Regions from separate parts of the Mus musculus genome. Here region 2 is linked to region 1. A link is a contact called in public Hi-C data. All regions are on one chromosome and are shown on one strand. The core of a region is the stretch at or near the end of the contact, and the rest is flanking DNA. Distances in the headings are between cores, read along the strand shown.

What was found. Hi-C and Micro-C count contacts between places; a contact is called where the count stands out from the background.
Region 2: a contact with region 1 is called in a Hi-C map of liver, with 5 times the contacts expected there. The contact joins two enhancer-like sites. A contact is called at or near these places in 15 of 484 Hi-C or Micro-C datasets (brown adipocytes, liver, muscle stem cells and 3 more) and 1 of 115 datasets of contacts at active chromatin or transcription factors (heart atrium).

Annotation. Positions count from the first base shown.
Region 1 is chr6:126,031,866-126,036,784 of GRCm38.p6, forward strand. The region is part of intron 23 of Ano2 (anoctamin 2); the gene reads left to right. Among named protein-coding and RNA genes, the nearest start is that of Ntf3, 130 kb to the right of the region's middle. Within about 2 kb of position 2,631, at least 53 of the 459 cell types and tissues checked have an H3K27ac peak or open chromatin away from gene starts, as enhancers often do. A contact at or near this core is called in liver, where this site is marked.
Region 2 is chr6:126,106,659-126,111,577 of GRCm38.p6, forward strand. All of the region lies in intron 1 of Ntf3 (neurotrophin 3), which reads right to left. Among named protein-coding and RNA genes, the nearest start is that of Ntf3, 56 kb to the right of the region's middle. Within about 2 kb of position 2,448, at least 4 of the 459 cell types and tissues checked have an H3K27ac peak or open chromatin away from gene starts, as enhancers often do. A contact at or near this core is called in liver, where this site is marked.

The DNA.
Region 1 (4,919 bases), core at 1,381-3,880:
TTGGGTACCATTCCTAGCACTGCAGAAAAATTTAAAAACCTCTTTTTTTATAAAAATAATTCTGTGTACATATATCTGTGTATGAAATGAAAAGGCCCCCTTCATAGTCCCACCCCAGACTTTATCTCCCAGGAGATACCACTGTGCCCCGCTTTGGGTGTGGAAGCTTCTAGAAATCACATTAACCTATGTTATTTCATTAAATTCTCACTGTATCTTCTTTTAACACTGAGTGTACATGCACACCTGTACACATGTTTTTTATGCTGGGGCTGGAGGGCAGGTACATACATGGTGTACTGGTTGCTTTTTCTGATTTAGATTGCTGAGGTTTAGAGACATGATGTACCTGACTCATGTAGAAGGCAGAGGCACCCTAATGCCATGTGACCTGTTTAGATGACCTAGTTGTCTCATGAGTGAAAGTCTGTCTGTCTTGGAAGACTCAGAAGCAACTCTTCAAAAATAACATTAAAGCTCAAGGACAATAAAGCAGAAACGGAGGAGGGGTGAGTTTCTCCAACTGATATGCCTGACGTTAAAATTTCATGTCCTTTTGGGGCCGGCATGGACTTGCTGGGAAACTGAGGCTGCCCAGGGAAGACTGTCAGGTGTTGGGGTCATATGGCAGGATGGGGATGGACTAGAGAAAAACTGTACTTCCCAGGCCTCAGGGTGTCCTCCACCAGTCAGAGTCTCTCCTGTCTTGTGCCATTTACCTAGAGCAGGCCCCTGTGGCTGCCAGTACCTGGCACCTCTGGTGGGCATCGGCATCATGGGCCTGGAATTTAAGTGTTCTGAAACCTTCTCTGGAAGCCAGGAGGACTGGGAAGGTTTGTCTGTGTGCCCTGACCAAAGTTATAAGTCACCTTTAGCAAAGCGAAGAATAGTTACTGTAGGTCTGCATTTGTAACCCACAAATCCAAAACATGAGGCTCAAAGAAGTCTGAAAGGCTTCGTGTTCATACTGCATCACAAGTGGAAAATTAAACACTACAAAACATCGTTACATGAATGCAGTGGTTTAAATGTAGTGTATAAAACTATCTTATGTTTATGTGTGAAAGGAATATTTGAACCGTCAATGAATTTCACATTTTTGCTTCAGGCCCATCCCCTAGATGCCTTAAATATAAGCAAGTATTCCAAAATAGGAAGAAGTTCTGAAATCTGTAATCCTTCTAGCACCGAGTGTTCAGATAAGGGACTCTCAGCCTGTATTGGGTGGTTTCCTCTGAAGGACCAGGCTTCAGAGTTCTGTGCTGAATTCTTTGAGTTGGGACATAGCCACACTGGGAAGGAAGGCTCAGGCTAATGCAGCTGAGAACAGTAGGTCTCAGAACACGGAGCCATGTGGGCGATGACTGTGTTAGTCATCTTTTCGTTGATGTAACAAATACCTGCAATGAACAATTTATAATTTATAAAGAGAAAGTATTTATATTGGCACTTGATGTTTCTTTGGGCCTGTGGCACGGAAACATCATGGAAGGAGCATGCGGTAGAGGAAGCGAGAGAGAAAGAGGAGAAGGAGCAAGGGTTTCCTGACCTTTCATACCCCAGTTGACCAAAGGACTTCCAGTGAGTCCCCACCACTTTAGGCTTCCACCATCTTCCAACAGAGTGACAGGGCACCAAGACTTTAACACCTGGGCCCTTAGAGAAGCGTCAGGAAGGACCTGGGACCCAAGTGCTGGATGTAGCTTCAAACAGTCACTTGCTATCTCCAGAACACACATTTCCCTCAGCTCTGGACTTAGAAAACAAGCACCCCAGATAATTACCACAGTGGTTCCAACAATGAAGCCTATTAGCCACCTGTCTATTCTTAAAGCTAATTGTCTCTTTGTTTAGCAAGTGTCTTCTAGCTGGTTAGAGAAAACAGTTGATAAGCCTGACTTCTTAGGATCACATTTCAGAGGAAAAAAATAAATATTATGTAACCCGAACTTACATTGGCATGTAAACAACCAATTATGTACCCAGTGGCACAAGCTTACTGGAATCCGCGCTCTTCAAAAGATGACTCATGGTTCATTAGTGGATTGTGAAATCGCTTCAGTGGGTCACAAACAGCCTTTGGAAGGACAGGACAGACTAGAATGGAATGGAGGGTAGGCTAGAGCAATGTATCAACTCATCATATACAGTAACATTTATATTCTGTATTGTATTCATTTCAGTAATAGATATGTCTACTCATTAGTGTAAAGTAAGTTGTTATTGCTGTAGGTCAGAGAGTTACTTTAGGAAGGAATGTGGACAGATGTAAACTGTGTCAAGTCCCTTCCCACTAATTTCTGGGGTATGGCTTTCCCTCCATGTAGCCACCCTTCCCTTCTCTGCAGAGAGCTGTTCTCAGGTTGATCGCTCTGGACAGATCTCTGCCAAGCCCCTCCCCTCCCACCACCCTAGACCCTCCATCAGACGAATGCGCCTGTTAGATTCAAAACATGTTTTGGACACCAGGGGAGGGCAGAGCAAGAGTCCTAAAAACTGTGGTAAGTTAGTAGCCGAGTTGGAAGCTGAATTTGATTATTTATGGATTCTTTTCAGGCTGGAGGGGGGGGGCAGTGTGCAGTGACTCTCAGAGAGTGAGGAAGCTCAGTGAGCAGCTGTCCTGTCACAGCCAGTGCTAGGAAAGGGGAGGGACGGGCTTTCTGTGTAGCAAAGGGACTGGGCTATGTCTGGGGATGGAGGTCCCCCCCCCCACACGTAAGCAACAGCAGGGTGTACCCTCCTCTAGCATTGGAAAGGAGCAGACCCTGTTTTGCATACAGCAGAAAAATAGGCAAATCTAAAAAGGCTTTTCTCCATTCCCATGACATCCTATCCTATTCATTTGATTCACATGCTTTCTGTCCCCCTTGCTCTGTCTCCATATCTGTCTCTGTCTCCTCTGTTTCTCCCCCCTCCCCCACCAATCCTTTTTCCCCTTCTCCCTGGTCTCTTTCCCTTTCTCTACTAGCGTAGCGCTCCATGTTCTCATCCTCAGCTACGTATGATCTAAAAGAATACCTCAGCGCTCTGTGGTGCTCTGCTGGGATGCAGTTAGCTCTGCTTTTCAGCCAGATGTCATATCAAGCTTGCGACAGCTGCGATCAGCTGTTGGAAGTGGGGGAGCCAGGCAGTGAGGTGGGAGCGCCTGGCTTCTGGCCAAGCCCTAGTAGAAAGATGAGTGTCTGTCCTCCAGCATGTCTTTCCCTTGCTGACTCCATTGCTCCAGCATTTTCTTTGTGTGTACATCTCTTTCTTCTACCTCAGATGTTCTATCCTCTTTGTACCTATTCCTTGGAAACTGGAAACCATTGTACTGATACACAGACCTTTTACAACATTAGTTTCTTTGTGACAAGGGAAAGGACCCTCCATTTATGACCCCACCTTCAACTTCAGCTGTTGATAAGGTGCTCTGTGATAATGAGGAAGAGCCTGGATTCTGTTAGATTTATATCCTCACTTTCCTCTGCTTCTTACTGGCCTTGAATTGCTCCTGGGCCATATACTTGAATTCTGAGTCCACCAGCTTCCTTCCATGCATGCTATATGGGATACCTGCTTGAGTGTTTTGAGAAGATTAAAAGACAAACATACAGAAAAGTCTTCTCTTTTGCCCAGGGCTATATATATGCTATGTGTCATGTTCTGCGTATGACTCTCCCTGGTCAGAGTCTCTTACTGTGCCTTCCTTAGCAGACAGAGACAAACACACACACACACACTACTACTACTACTACTACTACTACTACTACTACTACTACTACTGGGTAGTCTGATACCATCCCAACTCTTTCTCCACCCTAAGGGTTGCCATTGGACCTGTAATTCCATTGAAAGAGTGGGTCTGAGATGGTCACAGTGCTGCTATGAACCCTTGTTATTTTTCCAGGATTAGAAAATGAGTTCTCTGGGGCATGAGTCATCGCAGAATAGGGGTGAAAAGTCAGTAACAGAAAACAAAACATGCCTTTTCTCTGTGTGCCTGAGAAGGAACTGGAAGCTCACACCAGATAAGTACAGATAAGTCACAAACATGACTAAGGAGAAAGTCTGTTGACCAAGTGTGGTTGTTTATGACCCTACCCGCCATTCATTCAACCTTCTTTCTGCTTGGGCTGCACTGGCTTTCCCTTGGTTTCAGTGGTGCAGCTGGAAATCCTGGCTACCCTCAAAGCTGTTGCCTGAAGAGGACCCTGAGGTGACCTGCTAGTGCCAGTGTCTACCAGGGATCCAAAAACTGCTGCATAGCACCAGATGGGTCATCTGGGAGCCTCTACCAGACAATGGGAGCCACGAAGGCCACATGGACCTAGGTCACCTCTCCTTCTGTGGACTCTCCCGAGAATTACATCCTGGCCCTAGAGGAAGCTTTAGGAGGTGTTGGAGAGAGAGAACAGGAAAACTACATCTGTAGATTGACTTTTGTGGGCTTTGATTTTCTTTTTTTATTCCATAGACAATTGTTGGTTGGACTGTGGATTTCCACTATCTATTTCTCAAGTTTCACAGCCAAGAGCTCAACTGTTGCTCAGATCTTGAGATTTTATCCACAGAAGTATCTGCTTCCCTTCAGTCTATACCCAATCTACTACTTATCTACATCCTAATTTTAACTATTTAGTTTATGTTCATGTGTGTGCGTAGGTATATGTATGTGTATGTAGCTGAGTGTGTATATGTGTATGTACATGTGTGCACATGAATATGGAGGTCAGAAGCCAACCTCAGCTGTACCTCAGGAGGTATGCATCTTAGTTTTTAGAGATGGTTTTAGTTTTTAGGCTATGCTAGTTGACCAACATGTCCCAGGATTCTGCCTGTCTCTGCCTTTCCACTGCTGGGATGACAATCACATGCCACCACTCCACCTTTGTAAAGTCAAACTCAGACCTTCATGCTTGTGCAACAAATGCTGACCA
Region 2 (4,919 bases), core at 1,198-3,697, 75 kb after region 1:
TCTAAAGCAGCCATAGTCCCCAGGCTCTTCTGGGCTATAATTAGAAAAAGACCTGTTAAAGACCTCAGTAAAAACCCCTTCCTACCCTCTCCCCAGTGCCCAGTCCCCTGCTTATGCTCTTCCAAGATCCCAACCAGCAGGCACATGCTCTTTTCCTCACTTAGCAATGCTTTCCCACATATGGTGTTTTCTCAGTCCCTGGAGCAACATTCCTAACAAGGTTTCACCATCCCTCAAAATACTCAAAAGAGAGCAATTTCTGATTCCTCCTTTTTGGCTCAGTTTACAACACACACACACACAGAGGGTTGCTGGCTATTCAGCAAGTGTCTGAAACGGAAAAGGGAGTGGGGACACAAGGTGGTAGTGCACTGGAGACCATAGCAGCCTGCATCTGTGCTGGCACTTGCCGAGGTCAAGTTTCCCTACCCAGGAGGTGACTTCTGATTCATGTCTGCCAATCACTCTTGTTGAACATTCATTGAAAGTTCTTTTTCTGTTTGTTTTTGTTTTGTTTTGTTTTGAACTCGCATCCATCAGTCATTGCACAAGTTGATGGGTTTCATTATGACATTCTCATCCACCAACACAACGTATTCTGAGCATCCCCACCTCTCACTACCCTTTCTTGTCCATTTCCAAGTAGTCAGCCCTTCTGCTTGGAGATCTCTTCGATATGAGAGAAGCCATGTGATATTTGTCTTTCCAGGTCTGGCTTCTTTTGCTTAACATGATGATTTGGCAAAGTGACAGATTTAAAGCTAAGTGACAAAGAGAAAAGGAATGTGGTGGAAATACTAAATTAGGGACCCTATAAAAGGCCAGCTCAGCTTGTTCCCCAGCTCTTGACTGCAGATTGATCCACCCTGGCTTTGTTCTGGTCACAGGTCCTGAGGCTTCAGAACGAATCTACAGAGTCACACAAAGATGTTCTGACCTCTGACAAGGCTGGGAGGTTGGCCAGAGTGGGAGGCTGATGAAGCCTCCAGAGGAAGTTATCTGTTAATCTTCCAAAGGAACTGGAAGCAGGGATGAGGAAAGAGGGTCAGAGTAACTCAAATGCACAGCTGACACCCAAAGGGAAGGCCCCGAAGATGCTGGTGATCAATTTAGACCCCAGTATCTATGGGGGTTGGCAACCTGGGAACAGGACATCTGAATTCAAACAAAACACACAAGCCAGCTCTCTGGAAGGAAGACGAATCCAGAGCCGACAAGGGAGGGCATTGCTTGCAGAAGGTGATGGAAGGGAACTTGAAACTGGTGTAAGAGCAGATGAGTGATAAACTCACATCCATGGGGCTGGGGGAGTTTCCACAGTACCTTCAGCTTTCCCATGTTGCTCTTCACTGGTGCTGTCCTGACTCCCTCTCAGCACAGCTCTTCAAGGGAGCTGGTCACTTTCACACTCCCTGCCTTACAGTCTACAAAAAGGAAATGTATCTCTGCCAGCTTAACACAGTTGAATGTCCTACCCCTTGCCCCACCACTCAGATAATTTAAAGGCCTGTTAGTAGTGAGGTTGTATAATTATTACTGATTTAAAGAAGTATAAGATTACCCAATGGGGAGAAAGTAGGAAATTATTTGGGATGGTCACCTTACATTCTTATATGTCTTTCAAAAACAATTTATCTCCTAGAGAAGGTATAATGAAATGCCACTCCTCACTGTCTATAATGAAATGGTGCCCCTCACTGTTAGTGTAGCACACTCTGATATCTGATGTTGTTTAGTTGTCACAGCATGGCAGTGGGATGCAAAAATAAAAACTTAACAAGAGAAATGAAGAAGGTAAGGAAGAGAGCTGTGATGAAAAAGAGCCAAGAGACTAGCCCAAGAAGAAGCGAAGGGATGCTTTAGATGTTCATGGAAAACCCAGAGGTGTGTCTGCAATCAAAATGAGAATTACTGTACACTCTCTGCCTGCATTTGGTGGGAACACTTCTGGGGACCCCTGAGAGCTAAGCAGGTCAGCATCAGCAAGTGAGCGCAGGCTGGCCGGGGCCGGGGAGGTGGATTCTTAGCCTGTTCTTTAAGATCAGGTTCTGCATGGGTGCTTCCTGGAAAACCTTACAGTCGCTGGGTATGGTGGCTCACTCCTACAATCCCAGTACTCTGAAGACCAAGGTAGGGGGAGGAAGGGTTTGAGGCCAGCCTGAGGGATGTAACTAGACTTTGATTTAAACAAACAAATGAACAAACAAAACAAAAGCAACGCAAGAAGCCTCAACATCTCAAATTCAGGATTTGGAAACTGGTTGGCAGGGTTGATTATTTCTGGGAACAAGGTACAAGGTCTGAAATGGGACAAGCAAGAACCTCTAGGTTCATGATTCGCTCAATTCCCAGTGACAACAGAGATCACAGCCAAGTGGAGCTAGATGTCACATGCTGGACTGAAAGAAAACAAATCAGAGACACCCCCCCCCCCAGAAAGCTAACCCATCTCCCAAAGTACCAAATTGATCTGTCCCAGGAACAGGCCATGAGAAACAGAACCCCTTTGTGGACTCTGCACTATTCGTTGGTCTCTGACCCCCCCAGGAAAGCTAACCACGTGGAGGAGAAGGAGGGAAACCAGGAGTTCTCTGTGCACAGATGCTTGGGAATTCCTCATTGTCAAATGTGCACCTTCCTCAGGCCCCCAGGCAGTGTGTGATGGAAGGTATGGCACATGTCAAAACAATGTGCACTGTAGCACTGAACAGGAAGGTAGCGTGCTTACACCGGGCCAGGAACACTCTGGCTTAGCCTCATCTTGGCAGAAGATCTAAAGGATGCCTGGTAGGCTCATAGGAGGCCCAGGAAGCTCCAGTTTACTTTATTCTCTACATCGCTCATTCCACAGTCAGAGGGTGGACTAAAGAGAAATTATAGAGAAAATGAGTCCACTCAGCTCATGGTCACAATGGGCTTGCCTAGGAAGTCTGGTTCTGGTTTAGACAGTCACTCCTACTGACACTTTGAACAGACTTGTTGCAGTCACAGGACTGTGCACACACATGTATATGGTACCCGCCCCCTTGATAAGGATGGATGACTTATAATTAAGCTACTCTCTTTCTCTCTCTGCCTCCCTCTCCCTCCCTCCCTCCCTCCCTCCCTCCCTCCCTCCCTCCCTCCCTCCCTCCCTCCCTCCCTTCCTTCCTTCCTTCTCCCCTCCCTCCCTCCCTCCCTCCCTCCCTCCCTCCCTCCCTCCCTCCCTCCCTCCCTTCCTTCCTTCCTTCATTCCTTCCCTCCTTCCTTCCTTCCTTCCTTCCTTCCTCCCTTCCACACTGTCTCTCTCTCTCCCTCTCTGAGAGAGTAACGTTAAACCCATCACAGTACCAAGGATAAGCTCTCTGCCTCCAGCTCTCAAGTGTCAGGATTACAGGTGTGTGGTACCACACTTGGGTTATGTACGTCCTGTTGTGGTGGCCTTCATTCTCAAGGCTTCACGCAAGCTAGGCAAGTACTCCGCAAACTAAGATACGTTCCCATCACTGCTCAAGCTTTTTCAAATCATTTAATTTACTGTTCCATGTTCATTTGGAAGAAGATGATTTTCTGTGTCTGGGGGTAATTCCATTTTCCAAGGGCAAACACATATGAGGAAAGATGCTACACACCAACAAGCTGAGAGAAAGTGGGCACTGGAGACTAACTTTTGCCTCAGAAAATAACTTTCTCACACTGACATTTTTATTTGAAGTCTATGCCTAGTGTCTGCATTGGGCTAATGTTAATCCCCTAGTTATGGGCAAGTGCTAGGTAATGAGAAGGAATGCCTTCACGAGTGGGGTGGCTGCTGAGAAGTTGCTCTGTGATAATTACAAGGAATTATAATTACAATGAATAACAATGAGATGAATAATAATGAAGACGATGCTAAAGTATCCATCTTGTCTACCCCTCAAATGACGAATCACAGGTCCCAAGAAGAAAGAAGCTGCTTAAGGGAATTCACAAGGCTTCTCTTCAATACATAGGCCTCTCTTCTCTTCCAAACCAAGACCACAGCTAGCTTGGCAATGGCCATTTTGATTTCTGCCTTAATCGTGGTGGCAGAAGAAAGGCTAGGATCAAGAAACCATCCTGGTTTGGCCTGGAGAAGACTTGGCTGAAGAGAATGTGGTAAGATGGCAGGCTTCCTCCTGTATGCTTGGTGAGCTGGCTTGTACCAAGCATAGTCAGTCCCTCACAGAACCCCTTACCACAAAGCCAGCCTCCTTCCTTGGGGATGAGACATGGCGCATTGAGATGTTGTGGTTGTCTTAGATCTCATACCCTCTGCCACCCGAAGACCATGGAAGCCATAACTACGATTTACGTGGCTTGGCATCTCTTTTCATTTGGCGAGTGTCTCCCCTTGCGCTCACTGTGGTCACCATCACTCATTCGAACACTTTTACAATCTAGGAGGCAGAAGCAGAGGAGATGTCTGTTTGATGATTTTATGAGTCTGTTCTCACCCACTCACACAGCAATGCTGCGATATGTGCACAGGGAGAAAACCAATCGTTCATCCAAGTGAGTGCGAGACAGGCACTTACTAAACATTAGGACTCCAATCCCAAACAGTCTAGTGTCTTTCTGGGCACCGGGGTGAGACTCAAAGAACCAGCCCAGAGCTTCTCCTCTGAAAGCAATTTTGGCACAAACACACTGAACTCAAAGCTGTGTTTAATCACAGACACAAGTCACAATAATCACTTGTACTAACTGCTAACCTTTGGTGAGCCTTCCCATATGCTAGACTTTGTGAGACACTTTGCACGGATAATCTCAATTAATCCTTCTAGATACGATTGTTATCCCCACTTTGCAGCCAAGGAAACTGAGGCTCAGAAGGATTAAATAATTTCGCCCAACATCACACACCCATTGAGATGCAGAGCCAGGATTTAAACACCCATCCAAGTGACCTCACAACCCTA